Linked DNA regions of Oryctolagus cuniculus: region 2 is linked to region 1. Evidence: chromatin contacts called from public Micro-C data. All regions are on one chromosome and are shown on one strand. Each heading gives the region's core, a stretch centred on a gene start, on an enhancer-like site or on the middle of the called end of the contact. The rest is flanking DNA. Distances are from core to core; before and after follow the strand shown.

Region 1 (7,942 bases), core at 3,386-5,885:
GAGCGCCTGCGTCTCTGAGCTTTCCCACGGCACTCCCACCGGTCTCCTCCCCTTCTCGACCCTACCGTCGCTGGTGAAGAAAGGCAAGCCCGGAACATCAAGGCAAGCTTAGGAAACACAAAGATGCCAGAGGGAGCTAAGCGTTCACACAACCCCAACACATGCTTAAACGGGACAGTAATGGTTGAGCCCAATTACGCGCTGGCTATTTTTAGAAAGGATTTTCCAAGTTAGCGGACATTCTTCTCCCATTATCTGACTCACCAATCACACACTTTAATTATGTACTTTTTAGGACTAAAAGAAGTACTGACTTCTTGCTGGGCTGGAGGGTTATCTGGACCTTCATTCTCTGGTCCCACGGGCAGCCTGCGATCAGAAGCACAAGCGCTGGCGCCCCCTGACTGGGCTGGGACCCTTTCTGCTACGTAGTCCTGAGCCAGCTCCTCAGCCTCTCCTTAAACCCCCTCATCTGTAAGGACGGATTATTAAGCCACGCCGAGAAGACTGTGTTTTCTAGGACTGCATGCACATGGAATCTGTAAGAGAGGTGGGCAGGAAGCTGGCGGGTGCAGGAATGCGGGCTGACCGCAGCAGAAACCAGAGAACTTCTTGGAGTGAAGGTGCACTCTCAAAATAGAGCGTGCAGATGGGCAAACAACTGCAGTCAGTAAACTCAGCAACATTTAAAAATGCTCAGAAGAGTGTCCACCACCTAGTGAGCTCTCCGGGAAATGCCTGAATATAAGACACATTTGCTAACTAGAGTTTTCATTTAACAATTACAGTGTAATCGTGCCTTAAACAGAAGTCACACGGTTTGGAAAGAGCAGCTCTTCGGAACACCCCCGAGGCCACCCAACTGCCAAGGCCGTGGCTTACGCCTAGCACAGACAGGATGAGCAGCACCTGCAGGTCTTATGTGATGGGCGTAACTGGGTGCTCAGACTGGAATAAAATCCCAAACAGAAAATTTTTCAGCAAAGACATTCCTCAAATTAAAGCTCTACGGAGTTACTTCCTAAAACTGGAAAAAAAATCAAATAAAATTTATCAATTCCTTATGAAGACTGAATCCTAAGTGTACAAAACATGGGTTCCTACTGTGTTATCTCCCACATAGCAGGAGGTGGCACCAAGATGAATGATGGGCGCAGCCTTCGGACAGCAGTGGCCGAACGTGTGCACGTGAGCCATGACGTCATGCCGCAGCCGTTTCTCTTCCTCAGCTGCCATCTTGAAGTCTATGTTGTCCAGGTTGGACTTCATCTCTTGGATTTGTTCATCTGTGATGGGCAAACCCAACGTCTGCACAATGGGAAAAACAAAATACAAAAGCCTCAGGATCAGTCGTTTGGAGGGACACCAACAAGAGTAGTTCCTGTGAGTATTTTTTGCCCTGCTTCCCAATCCTTAAACTAAAACATGGGGCAAGTTCGAAATACGGAGGTGGGGGAGGCACCTGCTAAGTGCATGATGAAAACTCACATTCTGAGCAAACTCTAATACATCAGACAACAACGTACGCTGACCTCCACTGACCCTGGGCCGTCCCCTCAGCGAGATCCTCCCCTACTTAATCCTCAGTGCCCACAGCGTGGCAGCTGGACGCTGGACGTGGGCGAATTTACTCAGGGAAATCAAAATCAAGTATTCTGAAATTCTTTTTTTTAAAAGATTTCTTTCTTTGACTTGAAAGGCAGAGTCACAGGGAGACAGCTTCTACCTGTTGAGTCACTCCCCACTGGCCACAACAGCTGGAGCTGGGCTGATCCAAAGCCAGGAGGCAGGAGCTTCTTCCAGGTCTCCCACATGGGTGCAGGGGCCCAAGCACTTGGGCCATGTTCTATTGCTTTCTCAGGTGCATGAGCAGGGAGTCGGATTGGAAGTGGAGCAGCTGGGACTTGATCCAGCGCCCATTTGGGAAGCCAGCACCCCAGGCACCAGTTTTACCCACTATGCCGCAGCACCAGCTCTGGATTCTGTAATTCTTAATTTGTTGTTCTGCCAACAAATTATGTACAGCAAATTCAGTACAGCTGACAGCAATTCTGGGAGCTACTGATGAGAAAATAAAGACATCAACACCTTACGCTGATCCGGGAGGATCCAGCACCTTAGAACAGTACTGTCCATGCAGACACAGCTTCTTTCCAGGTGTGCCTATTTAAATTTAAACTGGGGGCAGGCACTTGGCACAGCAGTTAAGATACCCACACGCCTGGGGTGGAATCCTATCTCCACTTCCAATTCCAGCTTCCTGCCAGTGTGCACCCTGGGAGGCTCAGGGCACCTGGTTCCTGCCACCCAGGGAAGACCTACGTACGTGGAGCTCTGGCCTTTGGGCTGCAGCCTGTCCCACTTGGGGTGTGAACCAGTGGATGAGAGATCTCTGTCTCTTACAAATAATCAAAATTTTGGAAAACTGAAGCTGATCCATTAAATTTCAAAGTTCAGCTCCTAGACACTTCCCGTGTGGAAGAGCTGCCTGGGTCCTGTGCAGTCAGCAGACCCCAAACCTCAGGGCTCCTCCCAGAGCAAAACAGCAGGGGGCAGGTAGCCCTATAGCTTCCTCCAGCCTATACATGGGGGGGGGGGGGGGTGGCTGAAGCCAGCAGCATCACTGGGTCTCCAGAGTGCTCTTTCTGCTCTCAAATGTAACTCAGCATTCGTCCTAATCTCTCATTCTGTAATTTTTCCCTTAATTATTATAGAACGTATGCTGTTAGTTTTGACACCCCAGGTGAAAGAGGACCCAAATTCAAAACCGTAGGCATCGCCTGGGATGTGCAGGCCAGAACAAAGCACACACGTGCAGAGGACTCTGCATCCCAGCGGCGGCTGGAGCCACTTGGGAGGCATCACCAGCAGCCGGATTCCAGAGTGGCGCTCTCCTCATCTAAGGGGAGTGCACCGCACGCAGGCACCCTCAAGCCCAGCACAGCCACTCCATTTCCTCTTCTTTCCCCGCACCGGGCTGAGTGAGCTGCTGTACGTGGAGTCCTAAAACAGCCTGGGGGCCGGCACTGTGGGGTAGGTAGCAGGTAAAGCCACCGCCTGCAGTGCTGGCACCCCATGTGGGCGCCAGTTCGAGTCCCGGCTGCTCCACTTCCGATCCAGCTCTCTGCTGTGGCCTGGGAAAGCAGAAGATGGCCCAAGTGCTTGGGCCCCTGCACCCACGTGGGAGACCCGGAAGAAGCTCCTGGCTCCGGATCGGCGCAGCTCCAACCTTTGTGGCCATCTGGGGGGTGACCCAGCGGATGGAAAACCTCTCTCTCTGCCTTTCAAATAAAATAAATCGCTAAAACACACACACACACACACAGCCTGGGACGCGGGAGACACCGTGCCTGCCTGCTGTTGTCACCCCACGTATTTCGGAGCACAGTGATAGGGTGGGCAGGGGAGTCTAGGACGGGGGATGGGGCGGAGGACGAGGGGCGGTTCCAGGCCACCACAGGCCTGGGCGCCCTTGGAGGGGCCACTTCCCTGTGAAACGCTGGCCAGCGTGGCCCTAGGAGCCGCCCTAAATCGCGTCTACCCGACCCCCGCCTCGGATTCTCTCCTCTCTCTCGGAGGCCGAGGCGGGGACGGCGGCCTGGGCAGCACGGGTTCCAGGGCGGGCTCAAGGGCACAGAGGCGGCGGGGAAGGCGCAGCGGCCGAGCGCTCGGCTCCGCGCCCGGATCCAAACCCCAGCTCTGCTCTGGGCGCTGGGGTGGCCTGGGGGCCAAGGCCGCCCCTTGCCGCCTGCAGGGCGGGGGAGGCACCGTCGGTCTCGCCAGGTGGTGACCACACCTAGGGAGCGCCCGGGGCCTGCGCTCTGCACCGCACCCCCGTTCCCGTCCTAGGGCCGCAGCTCCTCGGGACCGGGAACACGTGCAGGGACCGGCCCGGCCCCTCGAGCCCCGGGTCCGTTACCTGCTCTGCCTCCGCCAGCCACAGCCAGAGCTGCCGCCACGTCCGGAACTTGTACCTGTCACTAAACACGAAGCACATCTCCGGGCTGGCATAGCGGGAGGCGAGCGGGGAACGGTAGCCGTCGGGCCCGCCGCAGTCGCCTGCCGCGGCCATCCCGAACGCGCGACCCAGTCAGTCAGAACGCGCGGGGCGCAGGTGGCCGGGAAGAGCGGAAGCGGAAGCCCGGGGGCGGTGCTTTTCCCACCCCGGGGCGGGACTTCCGGCATTTGGTCCCCGCCCCCTAGGTCCGGGCGGCTGGCTGGCTGGAAGGGTTTCCCGGAAACTCGCCTTTTCGGGGTGCGGGGTTAATGCGTTTCTTTTCGCTTCCGAGAAACGTGACCAGCTCTTCAAAAGTTACTTAGGCACTTTGCGCCTGTTTTAACATCTGAAAAAAAAAAAGACACATTAAAGCCTGCTAACCGTTAAGATGTCTGCGCGCAGGGCTGGAGCGGTGCCTGGGACACGTCCGAGGCCCCGTGTTCGCGGCGATTGCTGTCGCCTGCCACACACCGAGCGCGATCTGAGGGGAAGTGGGCGCCTTTGCGTCGCGATCTCAACCAGCCCTTGCGGATGAAGGCTCTGAGGGCCGGGGTCGCCCGGCCGGGAAGGGCTGCGACCCCGCTGCCTAGTACCACCACCACCTCCTGAAGACCCAGTCGGGGAGTGTCCTCTGACTGGCCGAGGGTGATAAAAATCGTCATCCTTGGAGCGAGCCTGGGTGTTAAGGCACGGTCGATGCGGTGCTACCAGAAGAGCGCTCGGCGCGGCGCTCAGCAAACAGCATTATGCCCGCTGTGCCGGGGACAGAGGCGGGGGCGGGTTCAGTGTCTAAGTGGGATGCGGGCGCGGAAAATCCTGCGCAGCTTATTCTCAACAGCTCTGCGTCCCGCCGTGGCAGGTGCCATGCTGCTTTGAACCCGTCTCCGAGCTCCGCCCCAGGGAGCAGCGCTTTGCGCGCCCAGCCTCCGTGCCGAGGTGCGCGCCCCTTTCCCAGGGGCCATCCGAAGGTGCAGATGGGACAGCAAGGCTTCGCTCGCACCTTTCCGTTATTCACGGGTTCACGCAAAAACCGGCACCACGCGGCAGTGTTCTCCCTCCTCGCCTCTGGGCACCCCGGGCGGGGGCAGAGATCCGGTCTCGGCCGCCCAGCACAGACCTGGCGCAGTAGATGTTTGCGTGCTGTCCCAGCGAGAGAAGTGACACAAGCTCCATCCTGACCCTGTGCTGCCCCTTCCCCCAAGCTCTCGCTCGCCTCCTCAGGGTCCTCACCCCGTGGCCCCAGCATGTTTCCACCTGGGCCCCGGAACCAGAACTGACTGCAGCGCCAGTTCCAGAAGGCCCTGGCTGTCCGAGAAGCCGGTCCAGCCGCAGGTTCCGTTTTTGGGTGGGAGTTGAGAACAGAGGTCTGGGAAGCTGGGGTCGCTCCCCGCACACCCCCTCTCTGCAGGGTGCTTCGGGGCTGTCGCGGTGAGCCGCGTGAGGCTGTGGTTCTGGCTTCCCGCCGCGACCACTGCCTTCCCTCCCGCCTCTGCTGCGCTTCGCCGACTTTCCCTCCTCGGAACAAGAGTCCTGCCTCCAGGAGTCCACCTTATCCCTCAGGAAAGGCTCCTAGTCCTTCTCGCATTTTACCTAGGGTCTTTACTATTTCCAGTTCTGCCTCCTCCTCGCCAGTCGTCCCTGGCTCCGCCACTGATGAGTGTGAGGTCTCCTCCCGGAGAAGTGTGGCTGACAACCCCACTCTTAGTTCACTCAAACTCCTGCTCTCAGCCACTCCCCTCCCTGCTTTATCCTTAGCACTGCCCTGCAACTCCGCCCTCCCTCCAGCTCCAAATCACATTCTCACTGACCTAGCAGAGAAACCGAAAGGCCCTGGCCCATAGTATGCTTACCTGTACTTGCATAAAGAAACCGAGTTTGTGGGGGATCAGAGAACGTGCAGGCAGGGGCAGAACCGGGAGCAGAATTCCCCAGTGCACATCTTTGTATCACCTTCGGGTTTGAGTCAGATTTTATTCTTACCTACAATCATCTGGAGGCTGACCTTTCTCCCTTAGGCCTCGAAAGCCAGATGACGCCCTCCCCATCCTCCTCTTCCCGCTGCTCTGGGTCTGCAGTGATGACCCTGCATCCTCCCGTTCCTGGAAAAGAAGTGGGGGGAGTCCCCTCAAGGTCTAACACGTTTCCCCTCCTTGGAAGACACCCGCACACCGCCCAAGGCTTACCTGCTGAGCCGTGGTTCTTGACCTCTGAAAGCCACCAGGACACTTCCATGTGGCTGTGGGGAACCTAGAGCAACACCTCCACACTGGGAGTTGTACGTCTTTTGGATTTTTTAAATCTCTCTTGGGCCCCTGCTTTGCACCTCCTGGCTTTTATGTCAGGTTTTAAAACCTGGTCTGTTGATAGAAAATCCTGTTACTCATTAGGATCATTGCTCCATAATAGAGCAGACCATGTGCCAGGCCTTGTAGTAGGCACAGGGGTCACCAAGGCCAGAGTGAGATGACTGAGGGGAGAGAAGAGGGAGGTGGGTTTGGAGTAGATGGAGGCACACAGTGAGAACCTGTTGGAAATAAAGAGTATTTTGGATGTTACTCCAAGCAACGGAAATCTACTGAGGGCTCTAGGCTGGAGGTTGTTTTCACTGCATCTGTGGGGACTATCATCCTGGCTGTTGTGTACAGCATGGATTAGGGAGGGGCAGAACTGGAGCGAATGCCAAGTGGGCAACCAGCCGGGCTGCTACAGTGGACCAGGTAAGGCCGAGAGGCGTAGGTGCTTTAGCTGGGAGGAGACTGGCCACCAGGAAAGGTAGGTGACAGCATAGTGGGTACAAACAAGCCAGTTTGATGAGGGACAGGTTAAGGGGAAGAAAGGGGACAGTCAGGGATACCCTGGGTTTCCAGGTTTCACCGCAGGATGCAAGGTGATGCAGTGACCGTGGGTGGGAGGCCCCGAGTCTGTGCTGGGTTTATTGAGTTTGCAGTGTCAGGCCCCCCAAGTGCTTCAAAATGCTGAGCAGACAGTTACTGATGCAGGTCTGGAGCTCACTGGCATGGCGGAGGTGTAAATTCAGGGGTCATCAAGTATACAGAGGTTACTTAAAACTCTAGGGGCTTCAGACCTGGAGCTGGTGAACAACCCAGAATTCTATCGTTTTTGGTGCTTACACTGTAGTGAGGGAGATGGATAATGAAGAAGTAAACTCAGTGATTTTCGAGAGAGAAGCTCTGAAAAGAAAATACAGCAGGACAAGAGAAGAAGTAGACTTCCCCACAGTAGACTGGGGGAGTAGGAGGTGGCAGCTACTTTTAAAAGCAGGGAGAGCCTCCTGTTTGATGAGATACAGCAGAAGGAGCACTTTCGGCAGAGGACAACAGTATTCCACAGCCTGTGTAGAGCACCACCTTGATGTAGTTAATGACCAGTGCTGAGATCTGAGTTCAGGGGACTTGGAGTGAGGTCTGTGTGTGTGGCATCTATGGACAGTGCTGTGACATCTGCATTTTACACGTTAAAGAGAAACCACTGGAGGTGCCATGAACAAGTAACGGCCACGGAGCAGAGAGCAACGTGCAGTGGTCAAGGGGGGAGGGCAGATGACCAAGAAGCCGGGGCTGGGGTGGGGGAGGCTGCGGTGAGGAGGTGAGGAGGCGACAGGTGACTGCTAGTGTCCACACCCCAAGGACGGATGTGCAGACTGCCTGACAGAAGCCATAGCTTGAACAATTAGGTGAACAGTGGTGCCGCTGAGATGGGAAACCCTGGACAAGTAGATCTGGTGAGAGTGGGGGCATCTGTCGAGGCAACTGGGTGCCTGAGTACAGAGGCCCGCGCTGGAGGCCGGTCTGTGGTTGTATTTTAAAAGTGAAATCGATGGCTGGCGCCGCGGCTCACTAGGCTAATCCTCCGCCTGCAGCGCCGGCACACCGGGTTCTAGTCCCGGTTGGGGCGCCGGATTCTGCCCTGGTTGCTCCTCTTCCA
Region 2 (7,942 bases), core at 3,651-6,150, 270 kb before region 1:
CACACCGGGTTCTAGTCCTGGTCGGGGCGCTGGATTCTGTCCCGGTTGCCCCTCTTCCAGGCCAGCTCTCTGCTGTGGCCAGGGAGTGCAGTGGAGGATGGCCCAGGTGCTTGGGCCCTGCACCCCATGGGAGACCAGGAAAAGCACCTGGCTCCTGGCTCCTGCTATCGGATCAGCGCGGTGCGCCGGTGCGCCGGCTGCAGCGCGCCGGCCGCGGCGGCCATTGGAGGGTGAACCAACGGCAAAGGAAGACCTTTCTCTCTGTCTGTCTCTCTCACTGTCCACTCTGCCTGTCAAAAAAAAAAAAAAAAAAAAGAAAAGAAAAAAGAAACAAAGGCTTTATGTTCCACGCGCAACTAAAAATCTTCAGTTCAGAAACAGGTGTTTGGTATTGTTGAAGATGCAGTGCCAACTCCAGGTTCTGATCCGGCTTCCTGCTGATGCAGACCCTGGGAGGAAGCAGTTGATAGCCCATGGAATTGGGTTTCTGGCACCCACGTGGGAGATCTGGACTGAATTCCCGGCTCCAGGCTTCGCCCAGCCTAGCCTCAGCCCCTGCAGGCATTTGCTAAGTGAACCAGTGGATGAGGTCTCTAAGCGGTAAAGAAGGAGTTACAGCACTTTACCACTAGAGGACGCCAAAGAACAGCGTATACGGCGAGCCCTCAGGTAACTAGGTCTCCAGTCACCAGCCTTGGCTGCCTTTCTCTCTAAGGAAACCCATTCATTGTATTTCTCTGTCTCTCCAGATGCTCCAGCCTCAGGTAGGCCCCAAATATGAGACCCAGATTGATAAAAAGTGTATGTTTAGATTCTCTCCCCAAAGAACCCAAAGAACATTTATATTGGCTGCAGCGGTCAGAAAGCCAGAATAAAATCTCACAGTGGGCTTCCATGGTCAGGCTCAGACTGCAAAGGCTGGCTTGTGGAGGCCTCCACCGGGTCACCCTAGGAGGGGACCGACTCTGACCGGCCCTGGGCTGTAGGGTTTTAGCCCTTCACCCCTCATTCCCTGCACCCTGTGGCTTGACCCTCAGTTTTTCTCGTCTGTGAGATGGACACAACACTAGGAACAAGCATCCAGTGTTGTTGGGAGAACTGGAAGAGACAAGGGTGCACACAGTCAGCGCTGGGGAAAAGCCAGCCTTGTTTTGTGACCGAGGAGTCCTCTGGGTAACTGCCACCCCAGGCACGCCCATGATCCCATTGAACCATTCAAATTCACCCCACACGAGCGTCCAATCCAATTCCCAAAACGTTTGCTGAGCGTTTACTGTCCATCGAGAAGTTGTTGGTGATTTAGCCACCAGGGGTACATTTAAAAAAAAAATGGTTGCCAGCTTTTAAAAATTGAGTCTCCAAAAAAAGATTCCTTTATTTACTTATTTGAAAAGCAGAGCATCAGAGAAAGAGGGCGAGACAGAGATGTCTGGTTCACTCCCCAAATGGCCCCAACAGCCAGGGCTGGGCCAGGCTGCAGCCAGGAGCCAGGAGCTCCATCCTGGTCTCCCACACAGGCCGGAGTGGCACAGGGGACCACGCAGGTGGCCACCACGCGCTGCCTTCCCCAGCGCCTCGGCAGGACTGCTGGATCGGAAGCAGACTGCTGGAACTTGAACAGGGACTCCAGCTTGGGACGCTGGCATCGCAAGCTGCCGCTTAGCCTGCGGCACCACGGCGCAGCCCCCCCCCCCCCCAATAAATAAATGAAATAAAAATATTCCTCGTCAGTCCTTACTGCTTCTGGCTGGATAACAGTCGCGGTCTCTGAACTTCACTCTGCCCCCGCTTCAGATTCCAAACCACGAGGAAACCTCAGGACCTGGCTTGAGTCTTGACCTCCTAAGCACAGGACTCCTGCGCCTTGGCGTCCGTACTTTGCACACCAGGCCCTCAAGGAGCCTTCTCTCTCCAGTGAGTTATCTGCTTTCTTTCCTGCCCGCTCTTGCAGCGTGCTGCAGCGGACTGCCCCGCCTCACGCCGGCCTGGCCCGCGCAGCGTCTCCGGAGGCCTTGCTGGGCCCCTTCTCTGAGTCCTTCTCCCGTGCTAACGGCACTCTTCACGTCGGCGTCCCTCGGGGACCTGCTCCTGGCTGTGGATGGACACCGGCCGTCTGTTCTACTTTCCAATCTTCTCTAGATCCTTGTGGATGGCCAACAAAGGCTCATTGCGTCCAGCATTCTGATTTCGGAGCCTGTGGCCTGGCTCTGCTAGTTCGTAGCTGTGTGATCTTGGGGCAGGATCCTTGATGGGCCTCTCAAAGCCTCAGCTTCCTCATCTGAAGGATGGGGTCGTAGCAACACGTCCCCGGGGACTCGCGCAGTGACAAAGCATAACAAGCACTGGCCAGGCTCTGCACGGTGCCCGGAGCTGTCAGAGGCAGACAAGATGAACAGTGGAAGGTGTCCTGGAGGCAGCGGGACGTGAGCTGGAATCTGATACGTGAAGAAGCAAGAGAAGACGTCCTAGGCCCAAGGATGAGCCTGATGGAAGACTGAACAGGAATGAGCAGGGTGAGCTCCAGCCAGGAAGAGACAGGAAGAGGGAAAAGGACAGGAAGTGCCTTTCCAGGAGCCTGGATTGACAGATTGGTAGGCGGAGACGTTAGTGTTTTCTGGAAGGTTCCTGGCATTGGGTTGGCCCTTCTGCAATGGCAACAACATTGGAAATGTTGGAGACCATTGGAGAGGCCACACCCACGGGACCAGGAAGTTGCCCCACTGGATGGACAGGGACAAAATGCCAGGATGCCAGCTGTATTCCCTGGGTTAGGCTTAACGTTCTCCGTCTGCACTTAGGCATTCCTTACGGCCATACGAGGAGGGCGTTTGGCTTAGGAGCCATCTGTGGTAGAAGGGGGTGGTTGTGAGGTCAGGGCCGGCGCAGTTGCTACGGTTGTCCCTGCAAGGTGTGGCTTGGTAACAGGGCAGGCAGAGCAGAGATGCCCCGGTGTCCCGGTGCCCTGCAGCAGCTGGGTCACCAGGAAGCTCTGGATGTCACTGCACTTTGGGACCGGGCAACATAACTGCCCCAAATTCCGAGTGGAAGGGAGGAGCTTTGGGGATCTTCCCCAAGGCCCACAGGCAGTGACGCACAGCTACTGGGGTTCCAAAGGCTGCCCGTGGCTCAAGCGGGGAGCTCCTGGTACAGTTACAGCTCCGTGCTCCCCTGCGGTGACTGAGCCCAAGGCAAGGTATGGAGTGGGTGAGCCCGTCCATCTGCTGGTTCACTCCCCAGCTGCCTGTAAAGGCCAGGGCTGGACGGAGACGGAAGCTGGCAGCTGGGAATGCCCGCCGTCCAGGTCTCCCTCACGGGTGACAGGAGCCCAGCCGCTAAAGCCCTCTCTGCTGTCTCCCAGGGTCTGCGTAAGCAGCAAGTCGGAGCCAAGAGTGGCACCAGAATTGAGCCCAGGGGCTCCGAGACGGGACGTGGGCATCCAAACCAGCGTCTTAACTGCAAGTCTGAGGAACCCACCCCAGTTTCGATTATTATTATTATTTTTTGCCCCGAAATAATTTCATCTTTTCCAGGAACTTTTTCAAGTTTGTGTCATTTACAAAATAGAAACAATGTAAGTTGTGGCGAAAGAGCCCTGCGGCTGGGAGGTGGGAGGTGAGCGGGCAGTGTCTGCCCTCCTCCGGTGACTAACTCACAACGGTTCTGTGGGGCTGCACGGGATCTGGCCTTGGGGAAAGTGCCCCACCCCAATAGTTCCAGGAGCAGTCCTTTCTCCCAGGTCCACTGTCCTCGGGACACCTGCTGTAGACACTCCTGCCCCGGAGTCACCAGGGCACCGGCTTCCGCCTCCCTGCAGGGAGGTGGGCTCACCCCCAGGGCGGCCACGGCAGCTTATCTCTCTATCACCTGCACCATGACTTACTCAGGGTAAATATTTGTGGAATAACTCATTTTTTTTGGCCAGGGCTTTTGTGGAAGGGTGCTTTTGCCTTGGGGGAAAAGTGTCTGACACGTGGATCCTAACTCCAGCGTGTGGTACTGGCCCCGACGATGACTTACACATGAACAATCCGGAATGTCCCGGCCACCTGGCTGTTGCAGCACTGGCAGACGGCAGCGGCGCCCCCCTGCCCCCCATCTGAGACCCACACCAGCACGCAGGCCCAGGAGCCCGCAGGAGGAGGATGGGGGTCCTCCTAAGAGTTCACTCTCAGCGCCACTTCTCAGCCGCTGGGCCTTGGCACCGGACCTCCAGGAACCTAGAAAACCCTGCTCGCCCCTCCTCCAGCTGCCTGAGGACCCCATCCCAGGAAGCCTCCGGGAAGCGCCCCCTCCCCTTCCTCCCCAGTAGGTCGGAGCTCCGTGCCCTTCTCCGCGGCTGCAGGGTGCGGAGCGAGCGGGGGCCTCGCCCGCCTTGTAGCCCGCGTTCCCGCTCCCTGTGCAAGTCCCGCACCAGGGTCTCGGGCCCCCTCACACCTCCGCCGCACCGGCCTCCCTGGCCCGCTCCTGGGGTCTCCCGATCGACCGCAAGCTCGGGGCTTCACTCCGCGCCGCCCCCTCCCCAAGCCCGGAGCGCTTTCCCCGGGGCGGAGGGGGTCGGCAGGTGTCAGGAGGAGCCCCCCTTCCCACCTGGGGAGACCGACTGCGAGGGCCGGGGCGCCGGGGCCTCGGTGGGGCGGGGGCTGGCCCGGGAATTCAGGGAATCGATCGTCTTCTGGGAAGCGTGACCGTGAAACCCCGACTCGGGAGCCTCAGGCGGGGCGTGAGCCCCTGAGGGGAGGCTCGGGATGGGGTCTGGAGGCTCGCGGCAGGGCATTGACCCCTCGGCAACTCGGCTGTCCGACCCGGCCCGCCGCCCTTCCCCTGACAGGGTGGCCAGGGGCTGCGGCCTCTTTAAGGTCCGACCTCCTCCCACCTCCTCAGAGCCGCTCCGCCAGTTCCAGACTTCCCTCCGCGATGAGGTCATCTCCCCGCCGCCCATTGGCTGCGCCGCGCTGTCAGTCACAGGAAGTCGCGCCGCCGTCCCCTCCTCCCTCGTTCCCCTTCCTTCCCCGAACGCCCCTCTGGGCCGCGGAGCCCTGCCCCGACTGGGCCTCTGATTGGCCAGCTGCGCTGCCACTCCTCCGGCGGGGCGGGGCGGGAGGCGGGAGGCGGCTGTGGTGGGAGGGCCCGCAGCTTCCGTGGCTAAGAGGAGCCGGCGGCGGCTGTGTCTGTGGTGGCCCCGGCGGCGGCGGCGGCGAGCGCGACCGGCCCTGCCTCCCCACCCCCTCGGCTCTGCTCGCCACACGCCCTCGGCGCGCGCCGACCTCTCCCCGGCCCCGCGCGCCCTGCCTGGACGGTGAGCCTCGGGAGGAGCCGCGAGCGGCCGGAGCCGAGCCGGGCGAGCCGCGGAGCCCGGGCCAGGAGAGCGCCGCGGTGAGTGGGAGTCCGGGCCGGGGACCCCTCCCCCACCGCCGCCCCGCCCCGCGCCGCCCCGCGCATCCTTTCTCCTCGCGGCCACGCCGCGCGCGCCCCCGGGGTGCGGGCGTCGCGTCGCCGGTCCTCCCCGCGCTGCCCGCCGCTCCCACTCCTCTCGTCCGTCGGGGCGGGGGTCGCGGGCCGGGGCGCTCGGGCGCAGCCTTGCACCTGTGCACCCGCCGGGCCGGGCCGGGCCTCGCCTCGCCTCGCTGCGCTGGGCGGGGAGGCGCGGGGGTTCCCGCCCAGGCTGCGCCCCGGGTGTGTGCGCGCAGCGGCTGCGGTGGCGGGGTTCCCCGCGCTCTGTGCAACCCTCGGGATCTCCGGGCCAGGAGACGCATCAGGGCTGGATGCCTGAGTGGCAGCCCGAACCCCGCCAGGTGGGCAGGGTCCTGTGCGGGTTTGAAACTTGCAAGCCGAGAACTTCAGCCTCGTAAGAAAGCGTCCGTCAGTGCGCGTTGCTGACAGCCCCTCGCCTGACCCTGCGCCCCTCGGTGGGACCACGAAAAAAAAAAAAAGGGGAGAAGCACTGGTATTGTGCAGCAGCTGGGACTGGACCTTGCGGGGCGACTCCCAGATCTGCCAGTGGCCAGCTTGAGCCTCGGGTTGCTCATCTGGGAAATGGGGGTAGTCGTGTCCATCGGATCTGAGCCTGGCGCGCAGTCAGGGCCCAGGAGCTGTTAGCTGTTGTGAGGTTGAGTTAAGGGCCGGGCTGTGGTGCCTCTGGCTGGATTTCTCTGTTTTCTCCGTGTTATGTAGAGCGGCCTGGTCCCCAGGTAACCGCCTCCCAGGCAGGAGCGGGAGGTGTGTGGCCACCTACGGTGCCACGTTTTCACACAGTTTCAAATTCGGAATGTCCCCAGCTTGCCAGCGTTTGAGATCGCTTCTGCAGGAAGTTGGAGCTTGTAGGACAGCTTGCATGTTCAGTAAGGGGCTTCCCTGCAGGGGAGCCCCAGAACTCCGGGTGGCACTGCGGGAAGCAGTGAGGAGGTGCCCGGCTGGCCCTGGAAGTCGCTGAACGTAAGCTTTGCCCGATGTCCTTTGCGTTTTTCACTGCAAGTCAAAGGGCTTTCTGATGCTTTCTACTGAAATGATAAACACGTGAAGGAGGCGTCTGGGGGTAGCGGCAGCGCTTGCTCCTGGTCCTTGCTGGTAACTGCTAAGGCTAAGAGTCATTCCCACTAGGGTGTGTGCGCCTTTTAAGAGTTAAATCAGGAGAGATGCTGGAATCACACCCCGTCATCCAGAAGTATCAACTGCAGACTTGCCACGTCCTTCGAGTGCTGTCAGATTCTGCGAGGGAGGGACTCGGGGCATAAACCAGGATCTCAGCCTGTGAGGGCAAAGCTGTAAAACCTGGGTCACCCAGGAGTGACGGTGGGTCCTGCTTAGATAACGACGCTGTGCATTCATTTAGCAGACTTTTATTTAAAAATTATTTATTTATTTGAAAAGCAGAGTAAGAGAGAGGGAGAAAGAGAGAGATCTTCCATCTGTTGGTTTAGTCCTGAGCTGGCTGCAACAGCCGAGGCTGGGCTAGACTGAAGCCAGGGTCCTGGAACTCCATCTGGGCGTCCTCTATGGGTGGCAGGGATCCAAGCACTCGGGCCATCTTCCACTGCTTTCCCAGGTGCATTAGCAGGGAGCTGAATTGGAAGTGGAGCAGCCGGGACTCAAACTGGCGCGTGTCTCAGGAGGTGGCTTACCCACTGTACCGCGATGCTGGCCCCTCACCTGTAGACTTTTGTTCCACCCCTCGAATGTGCCAGGTATTTTTCCGAGAGCAGGGGTCATCAGGATAGCGAGATGTCCCTGCTTGTGAGCAGCTCCCAGCAGTGGGAGGGGTAGGAGGGGCGGAGGGTTGTAAACAGGGCGTGCACTGTGGCCGCAAGCCCGGGGTTGTAGGAGAGGCTAGAGGGCCCTTCTCTGGCTGTGTGGGACGATGGTGTTTGAGCTGAGGGGCTCCAAGAGAGCTGCTGAGGTCAGAAGGTTTTCCCAGCCCCAGGGAGAGGCAGGAAACTGGCATTCCTGATGCGCCCTGTGCCCCAGGCCTTCAGCTCATCTTGTGATGTGCTGCTTCAGCCTTCCCAAGCCCCTGTGAGGCTGATTTTCCCTGTCTCTAGGAGAGGCAAACTGCGGTTCAGGGCAGGTAACTTGTTTAGGCTCATACAGTGAGTGAGGACTTAAATCTGATTTGAAAGCATATGTCGGGGTGGGGGGGGCCGGCGCCGTGGCTCACTTGGTTAATCCTCCGCCTGCAGTGCCGGCATCCCATATGGGTGCTGGGTTCTAGTCCTGGTTGCTCCTCTTCCAGTCTAGCTCTCTGCTGTGGCCCAGGAGGGCAGTGGAGGATGGCCCAAGTGCTTGGGCCCTGCTCCCGCATGGGAGACCAGGAGGAGGCACCTGGCTCCTGGCTTCAGATTGGCACAGCGCGCCAGCCATAGTGACCATTTGGGAAGTAAACCAACGGAAGGAAGACCTTTCTCTCTTTCTCTCTCTCTCTCACTGTCTAACTCTGCCTGTCTTAAAA

Evidence for each region. Hi-C and Micro-C count contacts between places; a contact is called where the count stands out from the background.
Region 2: a Micro-C map of ear pinna shows a contact between it and region 1, with 2.6 times the contacts expected there. The contact joins the promoter of MRTFA here to the promoter of ADSL in region 1. A contact is called at or near these places in 2 of 6 Hi-C or Micro-C datasets (ear pinna and an unstated tissue).

What each region holds. Positions count from the first base shown.
Region 1 is chr11:116,479,066-116,487,007 of mOryCun1.1, reverse strand. It overlaps ADSL (adenylosuccinate lyase), which reads right to left and starts at 4,635. Exons shown (of 14, transcript XM_070052959.1): 1 at 4,469-4,635; 2 at 3,920-4,343; 3 at 1,105-1,308. The coding sequence starts at 4,072.
Region 2 is chr11:116,747,851-116,755,792 of mOryCun1.1, reverse strand. MRTFA (myocardin related transcription factor A) reads left to right here and starts at 4,900. Exons shown (of 14, transcript XM_051834083.2): 1 at 4,900-5,373. The coding sequence starts at 4,915.